2 separate regions of the Mus musculus genome follow, and region 2 is linked to region 1. The links are chromatin contacts, called in public HiChIP or PLAC-seq maps. All regions are on one chromosome and are shown on one strand. Each heading gives the region's core, a stretch centred on a gene start, on an enhancer-like site or on the middle of the called end of the contact. The rest is flanking DNA. Distances are from core to core; before and after follow the strand shown.

Evidence for each region. HiChIP or PLAC-seq counts read pairs in DNA pulled down with a chosen protein or histone mark.
Region 2: a contact with region 1 is called in an H3K4me3 HiChIP or PLAC-seq map of bone marrow-derived macrophages, with 2.9 times the contacts expected there. The contact joins the enhancer-like site here to the promoter of Chrnb1 in region 1. A contact is called at or near these places in 14 of 39 promoter capture datasets (the 3T3-L1 cell line, 3T3-L1-derived adipocytes, cranial neural crest and 10 more), 2 of 115 datasets of contacts at active chromatin or transcription factors (bone marrow-derived macrophages and pancreatic cancer cells) and 1 of 9 other capture datasets (adipose tissue).

What each region holds. Positions count from the first base shown.
Region 1 is chr11:69,792,130-69,798,725 of GRCm38.p6, forward strand. It overlaps Chrnb1 (cholinergic receptor, nicotinic, beta polypeptide 1 (muscle)), which reads right to left and starts at 3,808. Exons shown (of 11, transcript NM_009601.4): 1 at 3,693-3,808; 2 at 3,466-3,605; 3 at 2,840-2,884; 4 at 2,021-2,130; 5 at 1,755-1,863; 6 at 1,336-1,483; 7 at 570-779. The coding sequence starts at 3,750. Fgf11 (fibroblast growth factor 11) reads right to left here. Exons shown (of 5, transcript NM_001362623.1): 4 at 6,435-6,596; 5 at 3,939-6,143. The coding sequence ends at 6,073.
Region 2 is chr11:70,186,870-70,193,628 of GRCm38.p6, forward strand. No RefSeq gene overlaps it. Among named protein-coding and RNA genes, the nearest start is that of Clec10a, 24 kb to the left of the region's middle. Within about 2 kb of position 5,447, at least 50 of the 459 cell types and tissues checked have an H3K27ac peak or open chromatin away from gene starts, as enhancers often do. A contact at or near this core is called in bone marrow-derived macrophages, where this site is marked.

The DNA of each region.
Region 1 (6,596 bases), core at 2,558-5,057:
CCTTTCACCATCTGTTTTCAGTTCTTACTTTGAGCTCCAGCCTTGATGGTGAACTGTAACCTGTAAGCCAATTAAAACCCTTTCCTCCCATAAGTTGGTTTTGGCCAGTCTTTTATCGCACCTACAAAAAAGAAAACTAGGCTAGTGCTCTATCAGAGGTCTGAAGTTCAGATCCCAGTACTATCTGCCTCAGGAGGCTCAGGAATGCCTGGAACTCCAGTCTCTCTCTCTCTCTCTCTCTCTCTCTCTCTCTCTCTCTCTGTGTGTGTGTGTGTGTGTGTGTGTGTGTGTGTGTGTGGTGTGTCTGTGTGAGTATGCACAAATCTTTTTTTTTCAAGTCAAAGTTTCTTTGTGTAGCCTTGGCTGGCCTGGAACTCGCTCTGTAGACCAGGCTGGCCTGGAACTCAAAGACCTGCCTGCCTCTGCCTTCAAATGCTGGGATTAAAGGCATTGGCCATCACCATCCACCTCGTGTACAAATCTTAGAACACCAAAGCAAACCTGGACTAAAAGGTGAGAAGGAAGATGCTGGGATAACGCCACAGAGAGCCTGGAGCCCCTGCCCTTACCTGCATCTGGTGGGAGGTAGAAGACAAAGATGGCCAGGAGCGTGATGAGGATGCATGGGGCAATGACGTTGACCAGGTAGAAGAGAGGCTTCCGCCGAATAATGAGATAGAAGATAACTTCCTCATGATGCCCTTCCTTCCCACCTCTCTGATCCCCTGGAAGTTGGATTAACCTAGAAGGTTTGTGGATAATCTCCCATTGGCCATTCTCTGGAGGAGGGAGACAGAATAAGTAAACCCAGCTGCGCCTGATATGGCAGCTTACCTCTAATAAACAAGCCTCAACTTCCATATTTGTTTAGTGTGTGTGTGTGTGTGTGTGTGTGTGTGTGTGTGTGTGTGTGTACACGTGTGTGTACATGCCACCATGTGAATTCAAAGGTTCAAGGACAACTTTTGGGAGTTCTCTCCTTCCACTGTAGATTCCCGGGACTGAATTCAGGCTGTCAAGTTTACATTTCAAGAGCTTCTACCACTGAGCTATCTCATCATCCCTGTGTATGCTGCATCTATTTTTTGCTTGTCTGTTTTAAGAATCAGGGCATCTGAATGTAGTCCAGACTGGCCCTGAATATACAGCAATACCCCTGCCTCACCCTGCCCCTCCAAGTGCTAGCATTAAAGGTCTGACTTACCACGCTTGGCTTCCTTTGCCATATTTGCAGTATTGATCATCATCCCCAAGTTGCTGACCCCACCAGGTTCACTGAGCATCCATAAGAGAACCTGCCTCTCAGCCTTGGATGTGAGAACCACGTCCACTCACCAATGAAGGTCCCTTCATGAATGTAGACTTCCTGCCTCTCCTCTCCTTCAGGATCCAGGCCCGTCTTCAGGCTGACCTCAGAGCTGTCATAGCTGTAGGAACTAAACACCATGGTGCAGTTCTGCCAGTCAAAGGGGAAGTAGGTGACCTGGATGGAGGGGAAGACACTGGAGCTGCCAAAGACCTGGCAAGGAAGGACTAGGGGAGTTTGGAAGGTCACTGGACTCGGGTTACAAAGGAGAAGGGAATCAGAAATATGGCAGGCAACCTCTGAAGAAGGCAGAATCCCAAAGCAAGGATACAGGGCAGTGGAAAGTCAGGGCAGACAACCGAGAGGTTTGGGTCAGGAGGAACGGTGGCACTGGATTGGGAGTAGCTGGGGAGTCAGGAAGCCTGAGGTCAGACAAAAGCTTGAAAACCTGGATGCTGCAGCTGCTGCGGTACAGGCCAGGGGGTTGCCAGCGCACAGAGCCCTCGAAAGATACCACAACATTGATGTCCAGGGCAACGTCGAAATTTCCGTCATTGCTAAAGGGAAGAGATTTTTCATATGGGATCTGGATCTGTCCCCCGGAGACCCTGCCCCTTCCCCGATGGTACACACACACACACACACACACACACACCATGGCTTACCCTAATCCCCTCATGCCTCAACCCCGCCCAGGCTTTAGAAAGACCCTACTTGTTCAGCAGCACCACATCAGGGAGCCAAACGGATTCAGCAGTGATGCGGAGAGAATCGATGCCATCATGTTCTGCGGGGTCCCAGCTTAACCTGTAGTCGGTCCACTCCTAAGGAAGCAGAGGCTAAAGGGCTGTTCAGGCTAAAGGGCTGGGAGAGGCTTGAGGTGTCAGAAAGAATGCCAGGAAGAGGGTGCAAAGGGGAGAAGCACAGGGCTGAGAAAAGGAAAAAAGGTTCTGGCTATGCTGTCACTGTCTGGGATTCACGTCAACTGGTTTCCTCCGCCCAGTCCCGAGCCCTGGACTGAACTCTCTTTTTTCAGTCTCAAACCGAAGAAGGGGCCTAAAGAGATACCTCATTGGTTAAGGGCACTGGCTACTCTTCCAGAGGACCCAAAATAGATTCCGAGCACCTACGTGGAAGGCCCAAACATCTGTAACTCTAGTTCCAGGAGAACAGGGGCCCTCTTCTGGCTTCCACGGACACCAGTTATGCATGTGCTTCACAGACATATGCAAGCAAAACACCCATTCACATAAAATAAAAATAGAATAATTTAAGAAATAACTGAAGAGATTGAACTAGCCACCCTAAAGTGATGTTCAACCTGCATGCAGTTCAGGATCTTTCAAGGATGGGAATTCAAATTAGTGATCCCCAAACTTGTATCTTAAATTTGTTGATCGAAAATTCTGTTTCAGTTATTATATGTGTACGTTGTGAGTTACTATTAAAAAAAAATCTTACTGGGATGAGGACTCCAGGAGATTAATATAAAGGAAACAGGGTGCCTTTCCCTAACCCACGAGGTCTCCATACCAGGTCTAAGTACACCTTTGTGCTCATTTCTTCATCCTTCTCGTTCTAGAATGGAAAAGTTAAAAGGCAGAAGTGAAATGAAGTGGGTGGAAACGAGGGTTCGGTGAGTTACTTTCTCCATGGAATCTCTAGTCCCTTTCTCTAAATTGCACCTTCTTGGGTGCAAACTCCATCTCATATCAATCTCGAAACACCAGCCTTGGTGCCTGCTTTCCTTTCTTTTACGTCGAGGTTAAGTCACGGGCCACGCCCGGCGTCTAATGGATACAACTCTGAATCTCCGCTCAGAGTTGTTTATTGACTGCTTAGGTACCAAGCTCTGCTGGACTTTGCTAGAATATTACACAGCCCCGCCTCGAGGTCCTCCCGGTAGCAGGTCCTTCTGCCCCAGCTCCGCCTCAAAACCCGCCCACAGGCGAGTTAGCAGAACAGTATTCTGTACCTATCATAGAGGCCTCGCCCATGAACTAGTTCATTGGTCTGATTTTTACCCAATCACCGCCAAAGGCTTGTCTGCCTCTTAGCATAACCCGCCCGCCCCCAGGCTGTCGATCTTCTGGGCAGCGTCTAAAGCCACGCCCCCAGTCGGTCCTGCCCAGCGACTCCACCCGCAGTGCCGCTCTCACCAGGCTGATGAGTTGCGCCAGGGTGAGGCCGATGCTGACCCCGACGCGGTCTCCCACCTCCCGCGCCGGCCTCACCGAGCTATCATAGTTGGAGAAAAGTTTCTTAATCAGTTGGCCTTCGGCTTCCGACCCGCGGGCGCCTGACGAAGGAAAGCACTAAGTGACGCTCCCGGGGCTGGCCGTGACCATTGCTCATCACTGCCTCTTGGAGACCCAAACTGACTTACCTGGGGCGAGGGGCGTCCCGAGTACCCCTAGAAGCAGAAGCAGCGCCCCTAAGGCCATGGCCCTGCCTCTTTCGCTCAGTGAAGTTTGTCCGGATAGCGGCCTCAGGCCAGGGGAAGTGACGAGGCGCCCAGGAATGTGCACCTGTTGTCGGGGGACCAGACGCCAGCCCACCCGCCCCGCCCTCGGGACTTGGTCCCGCCCGGAGCAACTGCAGTCGCCCTCCACTCACAAATGTCAGATAACACTCCGGTTGTATAAATCATCTTTAATTACAGAAAGCATGAAGTGGAGACCCCGTCCCCTGAGAGCAGTGCCAGGAGATGGGCGGAGCCTGAGCGGGGTTTGTATGAGGGAGGGGGGCATCTCTTGCAACAAGCCAGAAGTAAAAGGGCCTGAGGAAAAGTGACCTGTCTTTGAGCACTAGCCCCTCCCTTAGGACCTCAATAGACGTTTCCACCTACATCTGCTAGACTCAGAATCTACCTCCTATTTTACTAGAGGTTCCCCATGGCTTTCTCCGTTTTTCAGGTCCTTTTTGGGTACTTAGAACCCACCTGAGGTTTAAAAGCTGTAAAGTAAAGTAAATTCTATTTAGTTAGAAGCTCTGGGGATACATATGAGGTCTGGGAGCCCAAGAGGCTCCTCGTTTCCTAAGCCTGACCTGTAGAGGGCTCGGAGAAGTTGAACTTATTGCTGAGTTGGGGGTCTCTCTGCTGTGAGGGGGAGTCAAGGCTGTGTCCCTATTTGTCCTTTTTAATTCTAGAGTTATTCTCATTGTAGACCTTAGCTTCCTGTTGTTTGAGACAGGGTCTCACATAGCCTAGGCTGGCCCTGACCTCACTAGGTAGCCCAGGCTAGCCTTTTATTTCCTGATTCTCCTCCTCTCCTTTACCTCACAGATGCAGCATACCATATCAGAACGAAAGTCCTCAGCTTTAAAAGGGATCTGGAAGGAATTCCTGCTGAGGTAGCTAAGTGTTCAGACACAGGTTCAATCATACCATGGCATTTTCTCCCTCTCAGCTTCCCTTCTAGGAGCCAGGTATATTCTTCCAGAATTCCTGTATCTTTCCCCAGACTCTTGTCTCCCTGGCAGAACCCTAGTTGGAATGCTGAAACTAGAAACCATGTAAAAGTAAGGTTAGTATTCTGGAGGGACTATTTTTAGAAAATTATTTAGGAAAAGCAAGAAGTGGTTCTTGATCCGTTCAGTACTGATTAGTTCTCTCTCTCTCTCTCTCTCTCTCTCTCTTTCTCTCTCTCTCTCTCTGTGTGTGTGTGTGTGTGTGTGTGTGTATGTGTGTGTGTGTATTGGCTTTTGAGACAGGGTTTTGCTATTGTAGCCCAGGATGGCCTCCAACTCAGGATCTGTCTGATTCAGCCTCCCGGGTGCTGAATTACAGGTGTGTGCCACCAAGCACAGCTCAGAGCCAATCAGTTTTTAATTAATCATAGCTGAGTTCTACCCATAGCTCATCCTTTAATTGCTAGAGAAAGTGGAAGGGTAGGTCTAGAACTTACTCTAGTACAATAATATGGCTATACAGGCCCTAGCTCCATCCGGGAAGAAAGGGCTGAGAGTCATGGGCTATGTCCTAGAACTGAGATTCAGGAGGAAGTATGGCTCCAGAAAGGTCTAGAATACCACGTTCTAGAATTGGGTGTCTCTGGGATAAGAAGGTTTAATCAGTGGTGACCTGAGACTGGTCCCAATTCAGACCAAGGCCAATTGCTACAGTAGGGGGCCTCTTTTTTAAAGCCAGGGGTGGGAGGTGTCCATCTAGGACAAGGATAGACGTGGAAAGGATACATACTTGGGTTCCAACACAGAACATAGGGATGGCCCTGCCTGGCTGGGGTGACCAGCTCTATCAGAACCTGTCCAGACCAAGTCAGAAGGTAGAGCAGAGAGAGAAGGAGATGCATTCTGAGTGCCAGTGGACCGACCTAGAAAGCTATGGCTTCGAGACGATGCAAAGAAGGACATGGCTTCAGAGACTGGCTCAGCCAGGGTGAAGAGTATTACCTTCCTGCCTTGAGTGTTGGAACCCCGGTGCCTTTTAGGAAAAAAAATGGGTGTTCTCTTAAGGGGTAGGAATTAGTGTGGAAAAAAGAGAAGTGATCAGGCAGGGTCATCTCAGGCACCCCCATCTTGGGACCTCTCCTGGGCCCCAGGATCTAAGAGCTCAGCAACTCCGGAGGTCCCTGACAGCCCCGAAGCTCCCACAGGGTGCAGCACCTGCTGAGACCTGACTGCTCAGGGCATGTGTGTGGCAACAGGGGTGAGAGCGGCAAGGCCCGGCGCAGGGCTAGGACACAGGATGTGGCGGTGGCTGACTCACTGGAAGAGCAGGGAGCCTCCAGTCCAGGGACTATATCTCAGTGGGCAGGGGGACTGGAAGGGGAGGTCTCAGGAACACTGTGGAGAGAAGGCTCCCGGTACATGGCCACTGTGGAGGGGAGAGAGAGAGAGGAGCAAGGAAGGAGAATTAGGCACATAGGGAGCCAGGAAGAAGCAGAGCTCTGAGAGGCCTCCCTTCTCTTACACTCACCCTTAGAGAACCCCAACCCAAAAGAAGAGAGCTTCCTAACCCCCCAAAGGCCAAAGCCTTCCTGCCTCCATCTGCCATAACAACATCTTGTTGAACATTTATGGCCTGCCCGAGCTATGTGTCATTAAGTGTTCATGTCAAGGTCAATGCCCTCCCACGTGACCCACCTTTTCTGGAGCCCATACCCACCCTCCAGGAGCTTGGGCACAAAGTGGGCAGCTGCCTTGGTCTTCTTGACTCGGTTTCCCTTCATGACCCGGCCTTCCTTGTCCAGGCCTAGGTACCAGGCCCGGCCAGAACGACGCTGACGGTAGAGAGCAGAGGCATACAGGACATAGTAATTCTCAAAGA
Region 2 (6,759 bases), core at 4,197-6,696, 400 kb after region 1:
TCTGACAATCTATTCCGAAACCCTCTTACCCTAGTTGTCTTGGTTTATGCTCGTATTTATGCCCAATTTAGGGTTATGGCTATGGACAGCCTTTACTGATGGTGGGACAGGGACTTTGTGACATAGTGCTTCGATGCTGAGGACACAGAGGCCTCATTTACTGTTCCAAATATAATCTATTACAAGCTTTTCGTGTAGTGACTCCTGAAATGCTCAGACTTTCTCTCTAAATAAATTAATTTTGTATTGAGAAAAGGTTTCACTATGTAGCTCTAGTTGTCCAAGAATTTACTATGTAGACTGTAGACCAGGCTATCCATATATATATATATATATATATATATATATATATATACACACACACACACACACATACACACACATAGGGAGATTATATTATATTTAATATATTATATCTATATATTTATTATATATGTTAAAAAACAAAGGACTGAAGACTGAAGACATGGCTCACTGATTAAGAGTGCTTCCTGCTCTCTTACAGAGGCCCTGGATTTAGCTCTTAGCTCCCATATCAGGCAGCTCACAACCATGTAATTACAGTTTTAGGGGATCTGGTACCTCCTCTGGCATCCAGGCGAACACACACACACACACACACACACACACACACACACACACGATTGGGGGCATGGCTCAGGGGATAAAACATTTGTTGCATACACATTCTGGCCAGAGTTCAGATCTCTAGAACCTATGTCAAAGCTGGGAGAGCACAGAGGCCTGCACTAAGAAACCAGTGATGGGCGAGCTGGCTAGCTAGAAGTCCCAGTTTCCTACCTGTTGCTGCACACATCTTTAATCCCAGCACTCAGGAAGCAGAGGCAGGTAGATCTCTGTGAGTTCGAGGCCAACCTGATCTACAGAGTGAGTTCCAGGACAGCCAGGGCAACACAGAGAAACCCTGTCTCAAGAAACCAGGAAACAAACAAACAAACAAGCAGCATTAATCATTTTTAGCTGCTCCTGCAGAGGGCATGGGTTTGTTTGCAAGCACTAAACGGTGGCTAAGCCACCATTGTAACAACTGTGTGTACATCCAGCCTCTGCACGTACGCAACACACACATGCACAATTTAGAACAAATCTATTCTTAAAAATCTCCTGACAAAAAGCAACAGAGATCTGCATGTCTATCTCCTAAACACTGGGATTAAAAGTGGTCCACTAAGCCTGGATTTCAGTTTTTCTTCACCTGGAACTTGCTCTGTGCTAGACTGGCCTTGAACTCAGAGATCTGCTTATCTTTGCCTTCTGGGATTAAAGGCTAGTATCTAAACGTAGTTGGTGGGATCTTGCCCCAAGGTCACCACTCCCTTAATTCAATTTAATATCTGAGAACACAGGATTCAGCTCCATCTCACTTCCTGGTGCCCCTTTAATACTTGAACCATATAATTTATATTTTCCCTTCCTCGGCTTGCTATGCTAGCTTAAAATGCTCTTCATGAGACTCAACCAGAAAACAAAATCTATGAAGGTTGTTTCTGAGACGTTGTCAATACAATTAACCCGAGTCTCTTCAGCTTAGCCTCAGGCAGACTCTTTTTTTTTTTTTTCTTTCTTTTTTTTTTTTTTTTGGTTTTTAACTCACTTTGTAGACCAGGCTGGCCTTGAACTCAGAAATCTGCCTGCCTCTGCCTCCTGAGTGCTGGGATTAAAGGTGTGAGCCACCACGCCCAGCTCTCAGGCACACTCTTAAGACAAGGGCAATAAAAAAAAAAAAAGTAATCACATTCTTCACCAAAATACCACAAAACAGCCTTTAGGTCATGCATTGAAATTCTCCACTGAAACCTCTTGGGCCAGGTTCTTAGAATTTAAATCACTCTCAGTGACAAAGTCTTCCTTATGCCTACTAGGATAACCCATTAAGTCCCATTTAAAGTAATCCACTGCTTTCCAAATCCAAAGTCCCAAAATCCACATTCCTCCAAACAAAGGCAATGGTCAGGCCTATCACAGCAATACCCTGTTGGTCCCTGGTACCAACTTCTGTCTTAGTTAGGGTTTTGCTGCTATAAACAGATAACTGTGACCAATGAAAATCTTATAAAGGACAACATTTAATTGGGGCTGCCTCACAGGTTCAGAGGTTCAGTTCATTATCATCAAGGCGGGAGCATGGCAGTGCCCACGCAGGTATGGTGCAGGCAGAGCTGAGAGTTCTACATCTTCATCTGAAGGCTCCTAGGAGAAGACTGGCTTCCAGGCAGCTAGGATGAGGGTCTTAAAGCACCCACAGTGATATACCTACTCCAACAGGGTCACACCTTCTAAAAGCACCACTCCCTGGGCCGAGAATATTCAAACCATTACAACCAGTTTCATGGCAGGCACTGGGCATTGGGCCTTGTGCCTCCTGCTTCTCCCCAATGATGAGAATCCATTCACATCTTATAGTCAGGGCTCACATAGGTTCTGAGGAAAGGAATGACACGGGTTAACAGAATCTGAAGGAAATGTATGAATCATTTCAGTAGAAAGGAAGACAAGTCACTCGCTCTGGTGCCACCGGAATTCTTAGGCTTTGAAATGTCGGAATGAGTCATAACTGGTCATGTTTTATAAGTTAAAAAGCACTTCAATTGTGTATTATTCACAGGGTGCATGATTACTTCACGGGGGTGGACAGAAACAATTTATCGCCATTTGACAGACCGGTTGCTGAATAAGAGAGGAAGGCCATTAAACAAAACACAGCAAGTGGTGAGCAACGCCCCGCCCCGCGCGCATGCGCGCAAGATCAGTTTTCTACAGGGTGATTTGCACTGACCGTGGCAAGCTAGCCATTCGTTATGCTTTGGATACTGCTCAAATGTGGTCCCTCAGGGCTCAGGCGTTGGGGGCTTGGGCCCTGAGGTGGGATGACATTTAAGGGGCAATGTCAAGCAGGCGGTAGGTAGGCCATTGAAAGCTCTGGATTCACAAAGAACTAATGCTGTTATGAGACAGTGAGTTGGTTCCTACGGGAGTGGGCGTTAGAAAAGAGCAAGCCTGACCTTTGCATCTCTCTGGTTTCCTGTATCGTCACCACGTGATTGCTCTCGCACGCGATCACACCACCCTGCGCTCATCTGTCACGGATCCTTCTGGAAAACGCAGCCAGTAGCAGCCCTTTGCCCTTCAGCCTCTAAAGCCATGAGCTAAGTAGGACTCTTGAATTTATAAAATTCCCTGGCTCATATACCTTTTAAAGCAAAAGAAAATGGATGGATTCACTCTCTCTTTAGAACACTAAGGGATAGCTACAACCATTAACATCAGCCGAGTCTAAAGAGTACACACATACCCTAAACATACCTAAGCATGGAGAACTGAAACTAAGAATGGAGAGAGAATGTTTCAGAAAGTCACATAGGACACATATAAACTAAGTAGCTTTTAACCTTGGTTAAAAAAAAATTGTAATCATATCTGTTGCAAAAAATCAAAACCCCCTAAAACCCATTGTTTCTTTGTATCAGCAAAGCTCAGCAAAGAGGCTGAGCTCTCCTCCTCTTTTTCTTCCTTCCTTCTTTCCTTCCTTCCTTCCTTCCTTCCTTCCTTCCTTCCTTCCTTCCTTCCTTCCTTCCTTTTTCTTTTCAAGACAGGGTTTCTTTGTGCAGCCCTGGCTATCCTGGAACTCACTCTGTAGACCAGGCTGTCCTTGAACTCAGAAATCTGCCTGCCTCTGCCTACCAAGTGCTGGGATTAAAGGCGTGCGCCACCATGCCCCGAGCTCTCCTCCTCTTGAGGCTCTGCTGACTGCAATGAGACCACAAGAACAGAAGTGATCTCTTTGCCCTTTGGCTACCTCTGTTCATCTCAAAAACATTTCCTGTTCCGCCTCACTGCTATGGAGTCCACACTGAGGTCTTAATCCAATTCTCAGTATAGGTTGGAATCCTTCCCTTTTGTTTTCGCTGTCCTCTGCCACCACACACACAGCAGGATTTTCCTTTTCTTAATTATTTAATTTTGTGCACCTGAACATTTTGCCTGTAGGTGTGTGTACTGTGTGCATGCCGGTGACTGCGGAGATCAGAAATCCCTGGAACTGAGGTTGCAATGAGCCTTCATGTAGATTCTGGGAATTAGATCTGGGTCTTCTGCAAGAGCAGCAAGGGCTCTAAACCACGGAGCCATCTCTCTTCTTTAAAGGTCATGTCATGTCCATCACTCTTACCAAAGTCAGAGGGAAAGCCAGGCATGGTGGTGGTGCACTTCTTTAATCCCAGCTCTCAGGAGGCAGAGGCAAGAGGATCTCTGAATTAGAGGCCAGCTTGGTCTATATTATGAGCTCCAGGACAGCCAGGACTACATAAAGAGACCCCATCTCAGGAAAAAAAAAAGGGGGGGGGTGGCAAAGAAAAATTACGTTTCATACAGTCTGAGTTTTCCTATTTGATGCTCACACTAGCTTCCGTGCCTGGAGTTGGAAGCCGGTTCTCCCGACTTTGTAACAGCCAGACCATGCCTTTTATGAATGTCAGCATAGGAAGCAATGAGTCACACTCTGGATCTTCCATTTAGAACCAGAGGAGGCCCCACTCCTCTAAGCAGAAGTGATCCACTGCACGCATGCTCACAGCCCTCTCCTTGGCTACCATGGGCATGTGGCCCCACTAGTCCACCAGAGCGAGCCTGCTCACCTTTTTGACAATGACCTCTAGCTCACATTTTCAAGTTTTATTCTATTTACTTATATAATGTGTTTATTTTTATTCTCTCTAAAATTCAAGTCACTAAATTCCACGTGGGCCTCATTCTGCCACTTCTTATTGCTGATTTGTCTTGCCTAGTCTTGTGTGTGTTGTGTGTGTGTGTGTATGGAGAGACAGAGAGAGAGAGTCAGAGACAGAGACACAGAGACAGAGACACAGAGAGAGCATTGTGCGTTTCTGAGCTGTAAACGCTTGGTTCTAGAAATCTGTCTCTTTAAAAGTTGTCAAGAAAGCTTTGATGGAATCTTCCTCCAGAGAGGGCTCATGCTTGCTTCAGCCGGTGCCTGGGACCTGTCCAATCTGGCAGGACCTTACTATAGATGCTCTGCCATGGGTATCTGGGATCTCAGATGTGTCAGATGGGTGGGCCCTGATCTGATTTGGAGTGGGCATTTCCAGTTATGTAGTCACTGCTGTTGCTGCTGCTGCTGCTGTTGCTGTTTTTTGAGATAGTTTCTCTATGTTACCCTGGCTGGCCTGGAACTTATGTGGACCCAGGTGGCCTCAAATTCACTGAGATCCACCTACCACTCCGTCTCCCAAGCGCTGGGGTTAAAGCACGTGTCTCCACACCCGGCACTAGTTCTGAATTTTTATGATATGGCTTGTCTTTCTCTGCCCAGTGGTGGGGATAAGGCAAACAGGTTTCTTTTGCCCACTCTGTAGTCATTTCTGAACTTTCTATCATCAGCCAGCCTCCATCTTGTCTTTCATAAGCCACATGGGAATGCCCTTGGCTCCACTGTGTTCGTGGGCTCTTATGCCCCAGCCTCTGTGGCTTGTGATTCATGCTTTAGACAAAAAAAAAAAAAAAAAAAAAAAAAAAAATCCCACTGCTTTCTTTATAGCTGAGTTGCTAACTTAAACGGCACTTTTCTTTCTTTTTAACCTACCTTAGGTAGTTCTGCAGTAGGAGGGTTCCAAGAAAGTTAGTTGTCCTGTTGTTAGCATAGGGAATTAAAGGTACTGTTTTACGCGTACAGGGCTTGTATTCAGCCATCTTGTAAAATTTTATTAATTCTGCTATTTTATACTATATATATATATATATATATATAGATTAGTTTATGTACCTTATATTTTTATATTTCCTAGGTGTGTAGTCTATAATTATGTATTTTTATACTTACTAGAATTTCTAGAAATTGTTGATGAATAGAAGGTATGTGGAGCATCGTGCTTATTTTTTATTTAAGTTCAGTAGATTTGGTAATTTCTTCTTTTTAAGGAAATTACCTCTATTGATTTAACAAATTTCCTAATAGACCTAGTTTAGTTAGTTCTATTCTTTCTTACTAAAAAATTTCCTTAAAAATTCATTATTTTATTTTATGCGTGTGTCTTGCCTGCATGTATATCTATGGATCACACATGTGTAGTGCCCATGGAGGCAGACGAGGCCGCAGATCCCCTGGCACTGAGCTGGAGTTACAGATGATTATGAGCTGTGAGGTGGGTGCTGGGACTGAACTTGTGTCCTTCCCAAGAGCAACCAGCAGTCTTAGCCACTGCATTCTCTCTCCAGCCCCTTGTTCTTTTAATCAGACCATGGCTGCTGAAACCCATTCAGCACCTCAGAATTTATTGGTTTGGCGCTACATCTAATTTTAAAACAAGTCTTGCTGTTTATCCTTCAACTCCGGTCCTAACTATCAAGGCTGAAGCTGAGGGTACTGGAGGGGGAACCCCAAGGATGACCAGTGTTAATATGATGAAGGATTCTGAGTTGCTGGTTAAGGAATTAGGACTCTGTACTAAGGGCAGAACTGACTACTGAAAAACTCACTTTGTGGCAGTAAAGAGTTTGGACTGTAGAGTCCGGCTGGAGGCCAAGAGACCATTGGGAATGTGGCTGTTGTTGTCTAGGCCAGGAAGAGACACATTATGGTTGCTACATTGTTGCCCATTTCCTGCCTCTGAGGTCAGGTTCTTCCTAATACAACAGTTACTTAAGACTCTGGATGTGTGTGTGTCGGGAGAGGGCAGAGTTGGTCATTTATTATCAGAGAAAACAAATCACGTTAATAATAAC